3 separate regions of the Zea mays genome follow, and all the other regions are linked to region 3. Evidence: chromatin contacts called from public Hi-C data. All regions are on one chromosome and are shown on one strand. Each heading gives the region's core, a stretch centred on a gene start, on an enhancer-like site or on the middle of the called end of the contact. The rest is flanking DNA. Distances are from core to core; before and after follow the strand shown. Region 1 holds the start of LOC100381673. Region 2 holds the start of LOC100285661 (acyl-coenzyme A oxidase 2). Region 3 holds the start of LOC100383633 (transcription associated factor1).

Region 1 (4,511 bases), core at 169-2,668, 140 kb before region 3:
GCCCTGCTGGATACCCCATCGCAGAGCAACCTGTGCCGGAGTTTTCCCCAAGCTCTCGGCTACGGATGCGACCACCGGGTCACTGGCGACGGCTTTCATCCTGCCTAGCGGCGCGTACGCCTGCAGAAAAAAGAACATGAGAAGGAGAAAAAAAAATGCCCAGAATCATGGTACATGCCATGGCAGGCAGGCTCAAAACCATGGGAGACTCACAGAGAAATGAACCCCGCTGGAGCAGCAGAACGCTCTGAGCCTCGCCTGCTGCCAGCCGGGGTGACACTCCACCTGATCAACGGCTGGAGTGACACGGGCTACGGCAAGCAGATCGGCCAGCTTCCTGGTCGAGAAATTGCTGACGCCTACCGCGCGAGCCTTGCCTGAGCCGTACAGCCTCTCCATTGCCTGCCAGGTCTTGGGCATGTCGAGGTGGACGAAGTTCTCTGGACTGAGCTCGCTGCCTCTCTTTATCTGGAAGGGCCAGTGTATCTACGAAGGTCCCGGAGGTTTATTAGTAGTAGCAAAGAAAGGGGGTCTGTTGGCTCTTGGCCTCTTGCAGTGTACGTATTCAGGTTACCAGGTACAGGTCAAGATAATCTAGCTGCAGATCATTCAGGGTGATGTCGATCGCCAACGGCACGTCTTCAGGTGCGAGATCGCTGCACCTGTGTAGCTTGACGCTCAGGTTGTTACGAGACTGATGGACACGAGAGCAGTAACACAGTATCCATGGTAGTACCATATCTTTGAGGTGATGAAAAGGTCTTCTCGCTTGACGACGCCGTCATCAAAGAGCTTGTTCAGAGCAACGCCGATCTGGGAACACGTTAGTGGTCGCAACTATAACCGAACTGCCATCGCAAATGTGAATCGAAGATACTTAATTGCAGGGTGGAACGTGGATTGCGGCGGCTAGCTACCTCCTTCTCGTTCTTGTATAGCGGCGCGCAGTCGATGTGCCGGTACCCGGCCTGCCATGGCAGTTTACAAGCAAGCAAGCAAGAAGGCAGGATGAATAAGGCCCGGGCTCAAGCAAGGGCACAGGTCAAAACAAACGGAACAGCACACGCGCGGATGTAAAGCTCGGAGCAGAAAGTGCTCGATGGTGAGGCTAGGACCTTGACGGCGGCGGTGATCGCGTCGGCGACGACGCCGGGTCCGGCCTTGTAGGTGCCGAGCCCTACCGAGGGGATGCGAGCCCCGGTGTTGAGCGTGAAATAGGTGGCCATCCTCGTCTTCTTCCTCCACTTCTCTCCGCCCGCCGCTCTCCTCTCCGTCGCTGTCTATCCGAGACCGAGAGGGCTGGATACAGTTTGGGCAACGGACGGCAACTGGCACGGCTATACGTGTCCCGGTCAGATGGAGTCAGTCTGTCGAGCACGCGTGCCAAGAGAAAAAACGAGCTAATAACGACGCCGAAACCGCGGCCCCATTTCAATCGCTGGTAGCCTGCATATACGACTCTACGCGGCTGCGTTTTGTCCTTGTCGGTTGTGCTTGTGCATTGCCCGGAATCTAGTGTTCTGCATCTGCATGGTAGTAGAAACGATCGAGACCGTTTGCCCGGCGAAAATTAGAGATCCGGGACTTTGCACGCAGGTCGCAGGCCGGTGAATTTGGTGGGGTCACGGACGGAACGCAGACCCTCGTGCCGAAAATTTCAAGGATGCAAAACGCTTCGGATCAGCCTAGCTTGCCCATGCGCCGAACGGGACAGGACAACGCAGCAGCAATGGGGACCCCCGCAGCCCCGCTTGTCTGGGAAGGATCACAATTCACAACACGGTACCACACCAGCACTGGCATAGTGGCAGGAAGGATCACAATTCACAACACGGTACCACACCAGCACTGGCATAGTGGCATGCCATTCACACAATTGTTATCTATTTCAGGCGACGCAAGTTAGCACTTAGCACGTTCAGCAGCTTACTCTGTGGATAATGTAAAACAGTGTTTTGTGTGACTATAGTGGTGTTTGGTTTCTAGAGACTAATCTTTAGTCCTTCATTTTATTTCATTTTAGTTCTTATATTGTCAAATACGGAAACTAAGGGGGTGTTTGGTTTCTATAGACTAATTTTTAGTCCCTACATTTTATTCCACTTTAGTTCCAAAATTGCAAAATATAGAAACTAAAACTCTATTTAAGTTTCTATATTTGTCAATTTGTACACTAAAATAGAATAAAATGAAGGGACTAAACATTAGTCCACAGAAACCAAACACCCTCTAAAATAGAGTCTTAGTTTCCGTATTTAGCATTTTAAGTACTAAAATAGAATAAAATGTAGGGACTAAACATTAGTCCTAGAAACCAAACGCCCCCTATATGAGTGAACTACTCAACAGGGTCTCATCATAGAGAATACATGGAGCATAAAAAAATAGTGAGGAGATAAAACGATGAAATTCCAATAGTAATGATGCCTGGCGAATTAACTTATTTGGTCACAGTTTTACCAGAAAAATCAACTGACACTAGGACAGACTGCAGCAGCACATCCCGTAGCACAAAGTAAAATCACCGACAAATTTCTCAATAGTTCGTGATACAGGATGGCACCAGAGCTTCCGAGCACTGAACCTTCATTTCAAAAGAGCAACTTTGGAGGTGAAATGATCTGACGAGCCCTAATGGAACGCTGCTTGCTCCCTGCTCAGGAGTCAGGAGGGACAACGGCGTCCTTCTTAAAGTTCACCATCCCAGAGCTCCTCATGGGTCTTGTAAACGCTCTCTGGATTAACAATGAAGTTGCCTCTAAGTAGCCTAGCCTGAAGATCACGAAATAAAATTGTCAGACACATTCACCCACGCTGTGTAAGGGTCTTGAAGGAAACAAGATGGATGCAAATTAATACTCCCTCGAGTTTTAGTTCAATATTATTGATTAATGAACTCGATTGCATGAAAAAAGGCTCAGAAATTTTCTGGTATTCTTCTAGAAAAAAACAATTGATGACAGGTTGTGATGACGTTTTCGTGAGGGACATCAAGTGGTTCACATAATCACATTGATCAATATAGACAAGCAACAAGCGAAAATGACTGATGCTGCGGGCTGGCTTCTATTCAACTCAGCGTGAATAATAAAACATCAAACAACATCCTATCCAGACTGGTCATGTGTCAGCACTTAATACCACGAAGTTGAACATCTACAAGTATCTTCATGCCAGGTAAGCATCACAATATTCAAAAAATCCTAAGTTATAAAGATGTGTTTATAAATCTTACAGCGAGTATTCTTGAACTCGCACATCTTTTCTTTTCTTTTTCTTTTTTTAGAATCTCAGAGGGAAAGGTTCAGTAATCAAGGCATGAAGCATAAGTAAATCTTGTGGCAGCATTTCAAGAAAGAATTGGCGAGCCATAAACAAGGGGGCCGGGCAGCGGCGGAGCCACGGTCCAGCCAGCCTAGGCATGTGCCCGGGGGCTCCGCTGTTGGCAAGGCACTGCTTGCCCTGCGTGATGGTACATCCCGCTGCTAAAGTGTTTGCTGACGGCAACGAGATGTTTGAACTCTTATCTGACGGTGCTTGGTTAGCTGTAGTGTGACGAGTACAAGACAGAGAAAACGAAGATGGTGGAGAGCACCAAGAGCAGCACAGCGAGGACTTGACGCTCCTCTAGACCACGGCGTGCCCCTCGCTTCTGTTGCTGTGCAGCAGTATCGGGATCGAGCTGGATGCGTTGCGAAAGGAGAGATAGAAAGTGGCATCATGCTGATTTGCATGTGGTGCCCAGGCTTCTATTATAGTCTGGTTTCGCCACTGGGGCCGGGGGTTACAGATAATAGGTGTGATGCAATACTAGTTCTCATGGAGTTTGTACATAGAGCACCATAGATCAAGGATGAGCGTGGTTATGAAAAAGAATAAGGGGCAATCCGGTCATGGGGTTGATAATCTTATCTTATTATTCTAAAAACATCATAGGCTGCCAGAGAACTGTGACCACAGCACCAGGCCAAATTTTCAACTACTGCGTGTGGGTGTCTAAGGGCAGGGGACAGCGCAGCTCGCTGAAACATAACTCGACTTAAATGTGTAATGATATGTTTATAACAAAAATTGCAGCTGTGTTTATTTCTTTGAAAAATAAGTAGACACCTTTACTAGATTCCTGTCACAGCACCAGTGGTGCTCCAAGCTCCAAGGAAGCTAAAAAAAAGTGCAAATGCTACTCAATCCTAGCAATTTAGAATGCTTTAAGTGATTTGTTTATCACAATAAATCATATGAATTTCTGAAGAGCACATAACACGGTAAAGTTTTGAAATGTATTTTATCCTATAAAGTTCAATTATTAATCAACAAATATCAAGCAACTTTATCCTCATTAAAGTATTGTGAAGGGTACTCAGGACACAGATACCTGCTTAATCTCAGAGAACTTTGCAAGCAAGTCATCTGGAATTGACCAATCATAAACATCAAGGTTTTGCTTTATCCTTTCTTCATTCGTGCTCTTTGGAAGAACACTGTGACCCATCTGAATGTTCCAGCGCAGA
Region 2 (4,949 bases), core at 1,753-4,252, 200 kb after region 3:
CAAATCAACCTATCTTTGCTGACAGGAAGTTGAATCAGTTCCTTCAAATAAACAATCAAGTCGCCCATTGGTTCTTCAAATGTGCTAGTGTTAGAGATAGAGCTGTATATATCTTGTATTGTACTCTTCTTGTAACAGAAGGCAACTCCACTATCCTCATCAACAACAATAAGGGTGTGTGGTGTTTTTCCTGTTCTCTACAGCTAGGTTTTTTTTTGGGGGGGGGGGGGGGGGGGGGGGGCAATTCAACTTGTTATCTATCCTTTTTCCAAAATGAGTGATGTTCCACTTCGGTCAAGCTGGTCGGTTACCTTTTATTGGGACAAATTTGATTAACTGCCTCGTTAAATTGGATAAGTAACTTACTGCAAGATTGGGGGACTATATTTGTTAAATTCATCAGCAAAACATTTTTTCCTGTGTTTACAAGAGAAGAAAATGCCTTGCAACACACCTTTGAAATGTAGACTGAGTTAACTGCAATGTTTACTCGACCAAGTGTAAGCGGAGATAGGAAAGCTGCAAACCTCTGCAAATCAAGATTGCATTTCTTAAGAAAAAGAAGAATAAGAAATCCTGGTAACATATTCAGAGAGATAGAGGGACCTGATCTGGATTATCTATCATGCTAACATATCGCCCATCTGGCAAAACATCAGCAACCAAATTAAGCAAGTTCTCACGAGGAACACGTATATTCTGAAACCTGGTATAGAAGTAAAAAGTAAGATATGATATACATTAAATGATGTATATAACACTGTTTTTAAGGCGTCGCCTAGGCATCCAGGCGGTGGTCCAACGCCTTGTCTCGCCTTACCGCTTTAAAAACCATGGTATATAATAATACAAAAAAATACAAGTACTCACCAAATCCGCCCATTATCAACGCCATTCAGTCCAATCTTATGGCCACAGTCAGCTATATGGATATTAGGCAACACAGTTCCATCTTCATCCCTAATTTGAGCTACAAAAGCATGAACTCCTTCATTTCTCCCATTTATATGAAGTTGACAAAAGACTATTGTATGTGTTGCATGCTGCAAAAGGGCATGGAAATCTTTAGCAAGTTGTGACTGAATGCAGAGTGCAGATGCACACATTTTCTTAATTCTTACATTGGCAGCTCCACCAATCCAGTACTTCTGAGCTGATTCACATGGAGTATTTATGATGAACTCTCTTGTTTCTGAATCATAAGTTGCTATTGTTTCTATTCCTCGCACCTTTTGTAACAAAGAAACAGCAACAGAACTTAATCAGCACAGTTAGTGAGATTATACCGTAAAAAGTATGCTTAGCCCAAATCTATGCACGTACATTGCTTCCATGGCCTAGTTCTGTCATTGCAAAACAACCCTTGATATCATAATTTTCCGTGGCAACCAACCACTTGTCATGGTGGCGCTTTGTTCCAAGAAACTTGATGGCACTGCCCCTGGAACACATAGAGAAATTTAATAAACTAAACATGAGAAGATTGCAAACAAAAGAACTCCATACAACACTGGTAAACTCTACACAACAAGTGGCTTACTGCTGTACTACAAGAACATTCTCACCAAAGGAAATAAACCTAACAAAAACATGCTGGCTTCTTTAAGAGTCAAGACCATTCCTGTAGTATCATTGCTAAGCATTCACTTTAAACAAAGTTAATATAAAGACCCAAATGATCATCTGGTCTTGAAAATCTCTGTAAAACTGTTATAACCTCAGACACAGACCTGTTTGTTTTGGACCCTAGAAAAGCTACCTGGCCCAGGCAACAATTCCATGCACCCAAAATTTACTTGTGTGCGGCTAGATGATAAATTCTAGTAGCAGAATGATACAGAAAGGCATCCTGGTGCTGACATAAACCGTGGCTTCCAGCTGGTCAACGCCAGCACCATCACTATTAATTATTCCCTCCATCCTAAAATACAAGGTACCGTAGAAATTTTAGGACAGATTATGCAGTAAAACAAATGACCAATAACCCTCCCTTAACTATAGAGAGATCTTGTGCTTACTATATTTTGAACCTAGTGGTACACACTAATGGCAGGTCCGCATGTGGTTGGTGCTTTGGGAGAGTTAATTCACCTAGAATACCTTATAACTTGAGACAAATTTTAAATGCTTCGGTATAGGGAGTACAAAGCAATAGGCTTCGTGTGCATTTTGTTTCTGTTTCATTGCGGTTTGTCTATCTCAAGGACCTGAAGATTTCCTGTAGCCCGTTGGGGGCGTGTCTACCGTTTAGGGAAAACACAAACCACCCAAAAGAATTAGCGCATCGAAAACACCGGATGGAACTTTTAAACCGCAGGCAGAAAGCATAAGCAATCAGTTATACGAAGGACCCAGAATAACGCTGGAAATAGCTAGCAGCAAAAATTACCAGAGGAAGAAGTGGACGCCAATCTTGATGGCGAGAGAGTGGTCATAGATGGCGATGCAGTCGAGGAGCGCTAGTTTGCGGAGCTCGGCGGCAGCGCCGTCCTCGGTGAGCCACCCGCGGAACACGCCGCGCCGATTCAGGTACGCGATCCGCCGCATGGTGGCCTCCCGCTGCCCTTCCTTGCCGTCGTTGAAGTCCGGCGCCACGAACACCCTGGATCCCGTCCGCGAACTCCGGCTGCGGAAAAGGGGGCTCTCCTCCATGGCGCGGAAGAGCCAGTCCCGCGTGGGCAGGTCGTGCCCGTCCAGCAGAAGCCTGAGGTCGGCCGGCGCAAACGCCGCCGGCCGCTCCGTGGACTCCGGCGGGACGTAGCTGAGGCAGCAGGAAGGTTCCAGGGGGCTGCTCGCCGGGATGGGGGCGGCGGCCGCGGCGAGGTGGCGCGCGATGGCGGCGGCGCGGCGCGCCGCGGGCGACGGCGAGGTGAGGTCCATCGCGGAAGGGTTGGGAGCTTGCGGTTCGGAACGGAACGGAGGAGACGGAGCAGTGCCGTGGAGGTCTGGGTGATCGACGGGATTGCTGGTGAGAGCGGGACAAGGAAGCAACAAAACAACCTTGAGGTAAACGATGCGGCGCGATGAGACGAGTTGTTGAGTGACGATGACGAAGACGAACGAGACAATCCAAGTCGGGTGTCAGAAGAAACCGAGAAATCGCGCCAATGATACAGAGTATATGCGCCGAGTCAGCGTGAGGTTGCATCTCGGCACACGTTTCTTTGAGGATAGGGGAGAACAGTTTTTTTTTATGGAAGAACGGTTTGACAAAGCTTGTCAGTTGAAGCCTTTGGTCGTTCATGGGTTTTCTCCACTCCTCTTGAGGTGATCACATGCTGGCCCTCTTTTTTTTTCCTTGACAAGTCAAGAAGCAACAAAAATTACAGCATATACCAAGATGCAAATCTTTTTTTAGAAGTTTAAAACATTTTTTTAGAACAAAACTGTCGGTTGCTAGCTTCATTCATATATAGTTCGATTTTCTAGTCTAAGAGCATCTTTAAGAGACTCTTTATTTTTTACTCTCTATTTGACTCTTTATTTGTCTCTCCAGTTACAATCGAAGTTCAACCGAAAGGGAAGTGCAATCCTAAGAACACAAGAATTTCACAGGAGTAGGATAGGAATTTTACAAGTTTTCGTTTAAAAACGCAGGAAAGACACAGGATTCAGGAAATAATCGTTCAATCCAAAGAAGCCCTAAGTTTGAAGAGAAAGCTCTCAAGTTCAGTGTGTTCAGATGCCGCCGTCATGTTTCCTGCGAGTATCCTGGTCCTCCTTCCATAACTAAAAGATATTCCTGCTGGAAACAGAGTAAACTTGAGTAGTTTTGTTTGCAGTTGCGCTACTTGTTCAGTTAGTTGAGAGTTGTTGGTGGGTCATGACCGATCATTTTCGTGGACGATTTTTATCCTTACAGCCAGGATCAATCATGGTGCTATTGTGCTACTAGATTCTCCGTATGGCAGAATGAAAGTAGGGTTGTAATTGAGATTTCAAGATATGTTGTTTACTTCCGCGTGAAAAAAAAAAACAGTTGGACTGTTGGATTTTGTGGACCTAAGCCAATAGAGAAAAAACAATTGATTCCTAAAAAATCTTAAAAGCTCATATATGGCGTGAGGCAGCTTTTTACATGATGAATATTTCTGCGTGTCATGGACCAGCTATTGTACTTTATTTACATGATACGTGAGCATACGGAGAAGGGCGATGAATTTCTGAGACACGATAAATAAACCCAATCACACCTTAAAAAAAATTAATTGACACATACTACGAACCGACTGCTAACAGCAATTTTTACATAAGGAAGAGTTGTCCACCAGTAAAGAAGTGCTAGAATTTTTTACACAAGGAAGAGCTGCCCAGCAGTCAAAATCCAGCCGATTTGCCTGTTACTACTATCCTCCTGAGATGCTGACGGCTACCTTCGCAGAGCTGCACTGCCCGGTGCTTGGGACCTTGAGTCCCATGTCGATCCGTTGTTAAACTGTCCACGAACGGGCTCGTACCTCGCTGCCGTCGCAGAAAGCCTGTTATTCTGATGGTTTGATGGGTATCCCTTTCGCCGCTGCTGATTCTGGTGCGGACCGTCGGTTTGGAACCCTGCATTATACACCTGTTGATTGTGGATCTCATATATTCCTCCAGGTGGCAACCCTGCTCTATAAGCATGGACTTGATTATGGCTTTGGTATGGCCCTGTTTGAAACCCAGTAGCGTATACCTGCTGATTATGATTCTGGTAGGGTTCAGCTGTCTGGGACCAAGTAGGATACACCTGTCGAGCAGTATGGTTCTGGTAAGGCGCGGTCTGATGCACTGCAGTATTTGTTACTTGATTGCGGATGGCTGTTTGCCGAACTGTTGTCGGCTGCACATGGTTGTGGTATTGCACTGCTGTTTCATGTGCTGTAGTGTTCGCTAGTGGATTTTCATGGACTGATCTGGTTCCAGTAAACCCTCTCGCGCTGGGTGCTTGGCCTCGATCACGCCACATCTGT
Region 3 (4,473 bases), core at 1,901-4,400:
GACACGGGCAGAAGGATCTCCACCTCGAAGGAGGACGCCAGCACCGCGCTTGGGCCACCGCAGCCAGGGTCTCCTCTAGGGTCCCGACCCGAGCAGACACCTCGGCTGGCCGCTCCGTAGCCTCAGCCAGCTGTCCCCCGAGGGCATCAGCCCGGCTCACGACCTCGGCAGCGTGACTCCGGGGTTGGTCCCGCTCGCGGATGACCTGGCCAAGCTCCAGCCGCCGCTGCTACACCTCCTCGGCCTGGGAAGCCACCTGCTCCTGGGCCGACGAAGCCTCTTTTCAAGCCGACTCTGCCTCTATCCACGCTGACACCGCCGCCTACGGCTCCGGCTCATCGCAGAGCAGCCGAGGGTTCTAAAACTGAGCAAGAGAGGCCTAGAGTGGCAAGGCCGGCCGAGCCGAGGGACTCCTACGCCTCCGGGATACGGATACCTCACTCGTCACCTTCCGCACAGGGCAGCTCACACTCGGTTAAGCGGTTCAGTTAGTCGACAAGCGAGTCCTAGTGCTCGAAATGAGGAAGAAAGGCTGGTCCCCTTGCAAAAAAGTGCGACAAAGCCTCCAAGCGAGTGCCAACACTCCCTTTGAGGCTCGGGGGCTACTGTCGGGTACCGTAATTAGGGTTACCCCCAACACTCCTAAACACGGCTGGTAACCACCATCAGCACAAGCTGCAGAGACTAATGGGCACGATTCAGGTCAAGGCTTCGTCTACTCAAGGGACGCGATCTCGAGAGGTGCTGCCGCTGCCGCCGAATTTTTTGTATTTTGTCCCTTTCTCAAAAAAAAATTCACGTTTAGACCTTAAAAAATTTTAATGTCATTTTTGGACCCTTTGCTCGGCGCCATAGACTATGGCGCCGAGGTAACACATCTCGGCGCCATAGGCTATGGCGCCGAGGTACGTGCTACGCTGGCACAACCTGAACAACGTGGCGCCAACGTGGTACTGAGCTCGGCGCCAAGATCTATGGCGCCGAGCTCAGATGTGTAACAACAAAGCATGTCTAGCTCAGTCGGTAGAGTGCAATGCTTTTAACCTTGATGTTGTGGGTTCAAGCCCCATGGTGGACATTCAATATTTTTTTGTCTTTCTCACTAATTTGTTTTTTTTGTCCATATTTTTCGTTTATGTCGCTGATTTATCCGTCCAGATTTATTTTTCATCTAGTTTTTTTGTTTTTATGACTGATTTATTTATTTATCTAGATATTTTTTGTTTTTGTTTTTGTTTATTCAAACTCCGTGACGCAAGTATCATGCACATAAGTAACCCACCCTATGAAAGTACGGAGTACTTTATAAAATCATCAAGTCACTGTTTATTTATACCTAGTATATTTATATTTTGGATTCTAATTATAATCTTTTTGTTTATTAAGTATATTTATATTTTGGACTCTAAAACTCCAATAATCTAATGTATTCGAAATTATACTTTTTAATATTAATTAAAATTTATCATAGCTAAACCGGTGGCCGCTAACCAATGCAAGTATATTTATATTTTGGACTCTAAAACTCCAATAATCTAATATACTCGAACTCACAACCTCAAGGTTGCGTGCATTATTGTGCCCGTGATGCACCATAGCTAAACCGGTGGCCGCTAACCAATGCAAGTACATTTCCTTAAGATTAATAAACGAAAAAGCGTACTTGACGATGAGCACGCACATGCACGCACCATGCATCGCACCTTCATGACTTCATCTACTACATATACCGGCCGGGCCGACGTACCCGACTCACTGTGAGATCGATCGATCAAGACGACATGCATGCATGCGTCCTCTCGCCGTCGAGGTCCCCCTGGCCAGGCCGGCCGACCGGCTTCAATAATGCAGAGCTGCAGCTACTGCAAGAGGAGGAGGGAGGGGCCTGTGCCTGCCCCTGCGTTTGCGTTGCTTGCAATCACAACGGTGCTGTCAATGGATCACATCATGGTTTTTTAATACTTTTTGTCTTTGTCACTGATTTATTTTTTTGTTGTCCAGATATTTCGTTTATGTCGCTGAATGGAAAGGTTAATTAAATCCGCGTATTAAATATACTGTTTAGTTAGTAGTATGTAAATTAAATATAAAAGTGAGGGATTGTACCCCTACACACAGACACAAGCTCACAAAGTATTTTGTCCACTTGAAAAACTTAAATTTGTTTGAAAAACGTCATGGTAAATGGAGGGAATGGAATTATGTATCACCTAGTGGAGTAATTTATGCAGTAAATTCTAAAATATATCATCCATGAGATAAGTATATAATGGAGTATACTTTTTATTTAGTGTAGAGGAAAAAAAGATAAATATGTGTGCTTCTTTTTACTGGGAATATGTTATTATGTTTTTAGAATTTATGTTCAAAAGAACTCAATGAAAATATAATATTTTTATGTGGTCATGATTGAAGTAAGAGTGTTCTCATTTGATTTTTATTGTGGTTAGCTGAACAAACAAGGGGGAAAGTTGACGGCTTGCGGCCACCGTGGCACACAGCCGCTGTGCTCGCTGGATAAACAAAAAAATATGAACGGATAAACAAATCAGTCACAAAAACAAAAAATCTGGATAAGAAATAAATCTAGACGGATAAATCAGCGACATAAACGAAAAATCTGGACAACAAAAAAAATCAGTGGCAAAGACAAAAAAAAAGTGCCCATCGTGGGGCTTGAACCCACGACCACAAGGTTAAAAGCCTTGTGCTCTACCAACTAAGCTAGACAAGTTTTGTGTACATAACAAAGCTCGGCGCCAAGATCTATGGCGCCGAGCTCGGGGCCACGTCGGTGCCACGACGTCCGTTTGTGCCAGCGCAGCACGCACCTCGGCGCCATAGCCTATAGCGCTGAGCTGTGTTACCTCGGCGCCATTGGCGATGGCGCCGAGCAGAGGGTCTAAAAATGACATTAAAATTTTCTAAGGTCCAAACGTATATTTTTTCTCGAGTAAGGGCCAAAATATAAAAAATTCGGCCGCTGCCGCCATGCTATACGTAGTCAGTAGTGAACCCAAAAAGTTGCTCAAATATCAGGCCCGATCCGGTCCCTTATCCGCTAAATGATCCCGTGGGGCCCGTCTGCCAGTGACCCAAACAGCGCCTAACCACTCCTTCTGACTCAATCGCGAAAAGACTACGCGCACACGTCAAACTGTCCCACACGACCTGTACCTGCCCCGCCGCCCACCGGACGCAACCGCGTCCGACCACCGCCGCCGGAACCCTACGCCCCCGCCTCGCCGCGCCATGGCGGATCCGCCGCCCGTGGCTGCCTCCGCCTTGCCGGCGCAGCCCGACCAGGTCGCCGCCTCCGTGTCCACCCCGCAGAACCCCAACCCTAACCCCCTCCTCTCCCCCCAAATCCCCCCGTCCCCGACCGTCTCCGACCTCTCCGCGCACATCTCGTCCCCTCAGCAGCTCGACCCGGTGGCTGCGGCAGCTGCCGCTTCGGGCGGCGGGGGATCCATGGATTACCCCCCGCGCCCGCCGCAGCTGCAGGCGCCTTCGCCCACGCAGGCGGGGCCCGGCGCCGCCGGGTTTGGCCAGATCCCCCGCTCGGGGTCGGCCTCACGCCTCTCCACGGCCAGCCAGCTCCAGCAGTACGCGGCTAGGATGTACGGCGGGCAGATGAGCTTCTCGGGTGGCGGAGGTCTCGTGGGCCAACAGCAGCAGCTGGCGGGGCGCACCCCCGTGCTTGGGCAGGGCCAGCTGGGGATGCTGCAAGGCCAGGGTAACGCGGGATCTGCGGCACATTTTGGGCTTCAGTCGCAGATGATGGCGCAGGTGAACTACTTAATTTCGAGGCTCGGGAACTCCTCTAGTAGTAAACATATTTTTGCATCTCCTCATGCATAATGTCCACCGTTACCGCCAAGGATAATACGTCAAAGGTTTTAGACTTCTGCTTTAGATTTCTCCTGCTATTTAAGCAATCTCAATAATTTCAGATATCAATCTGTCGGTTACAAATTCCTTACCTTTTACTCTCTTGAAGCTGGTGGTTACAAATACCTTAGTACGTTACCTTTTACTCTCTTCAAGCTGGCTGGTTTTGATGGGTGCAAACAGCTTTGCTTTGTTATTGCAAGGTACTGAGCCAAATGCTTGGACAAATGGAATCATAAAAGAATATGCGTTAGTAGTCAAAGCTGATTAAACAAAGTTGAATAGATTTTCTTTACCCATGTGTGACCAGGTAAAAGGAAATGAGTACGGAATCCACATGACATCTAATTTTTTAAGGACATAATATCTAATTCTTTCAATGTTAGTTTTCACCCTGTGAGATCATGATATTGACAAAGAAAAATCTGTTGGTTCTTACTCTTGAATGTGAAGGTAGACTGTGAAAGAACGTAAGTTATCTAAACTTGGTTATGGTATCTCAATGTTCACTAGTAGGCAGTTCTACTTATGGCAGTAAATACTTATTTTACTGATAAAAATGGCACAATGAATGGATTGCCT

Evidence for each region. Hi-C and Micro-C count contacts between places; a contact is called where the count stands out from the background.
Region 1: a Hi-C map of tassel shows a contact between it and region 3, with 4 times the contacts expected there. The contact joins the promoter of LOC100381673 here to the promoter of LOC100383633 in region 3. A contact is called at or near these places in 6 of 25 Hi-C or Micro-C datasets (ear, leaf and tassel).
Region 2: a contact with region 3 is called in a Hi-C map of leaf, with 5 times the contacts expected there. The contact joins the promoter of LOC100285661 here to the promoter of LOC100383633 in region 3. A contact is called at or near these places in 5 of 25 Hi-C or Micro-C datasets (ear, leaf and tassel) and 1 of 3 datasets of contacts at active chromatin or transcription factors (seedling).

Annotation. Positions count from the first base shown.
Region 1 is chr3:184,700,770-184,705,280 of Zm-B73-REFERENCE-NAM-5.0, forward strand. It overlaps LOC100381673, which reads right to left and starts at 1,419. Exons shown (of 6, transcript NM_001174486.1): 1 at 918-1,419; 2 at 737-813; 3 at 575-670; 4 at 214-486; 5 at 1-120. The coding sequence starts at 739. LOC100037812 (Aldose reductase) reads right to left here. Exons shown (of 7, transcript NM_001112512.2): 6 at 4,376-4,511; 7 at 2,171-2,772. The coding sequence ends at 2,689.
Region 2 is chr3:185,043,094-185,048,042 of Zm-B73-REFERENCE-NAM-5.0, forward strand. It overlaps LOC100285661 (acyl-coenzyme A oxidase 2), which reads right to left and starts at 3,003. Exons shown (of 13, transcript NM_001158552.1): 1 at 2,390-3,003; 2 at 1,324-1,441; 3 at 1,122-1,229; 4 at 871-1,043; 5 at 607-706; 6 at 455-529. The coding sequence starts at 2,880. It overlaps LOC100383526 (Protein HESO1), which reads right to left. Exons shown (of 9, transcript NM_001176174.1): 9 at 4,232-4,949. The coding sequence ends at 4,370. LOC103651016 (a long non-coding RNA gene) reads left to right here and starts at 3,169. Exons shown (of 2, transcript XR_564529.3): 1 at 3,169-3,267; 2 at 3,497-3,944.
Region 3 is chr3:184,840,826-184,845,298 of Zm-B73-REFERENCE-NAM-5.0, forward strand. It overlaps LOC100383633 (transcription associated factor1), which reads left to right and starts at 3,151. Exons shown (of 8, transcript NM_001176281.1): 1 at 3,151-3,789. The coding sequence starts at 3,253. It overlaps TRNAK-UUU (transfer RNA lysine (anticodon UUU)), which reads right to left and starts at 2,734; the gene lies at 2,662-2,734.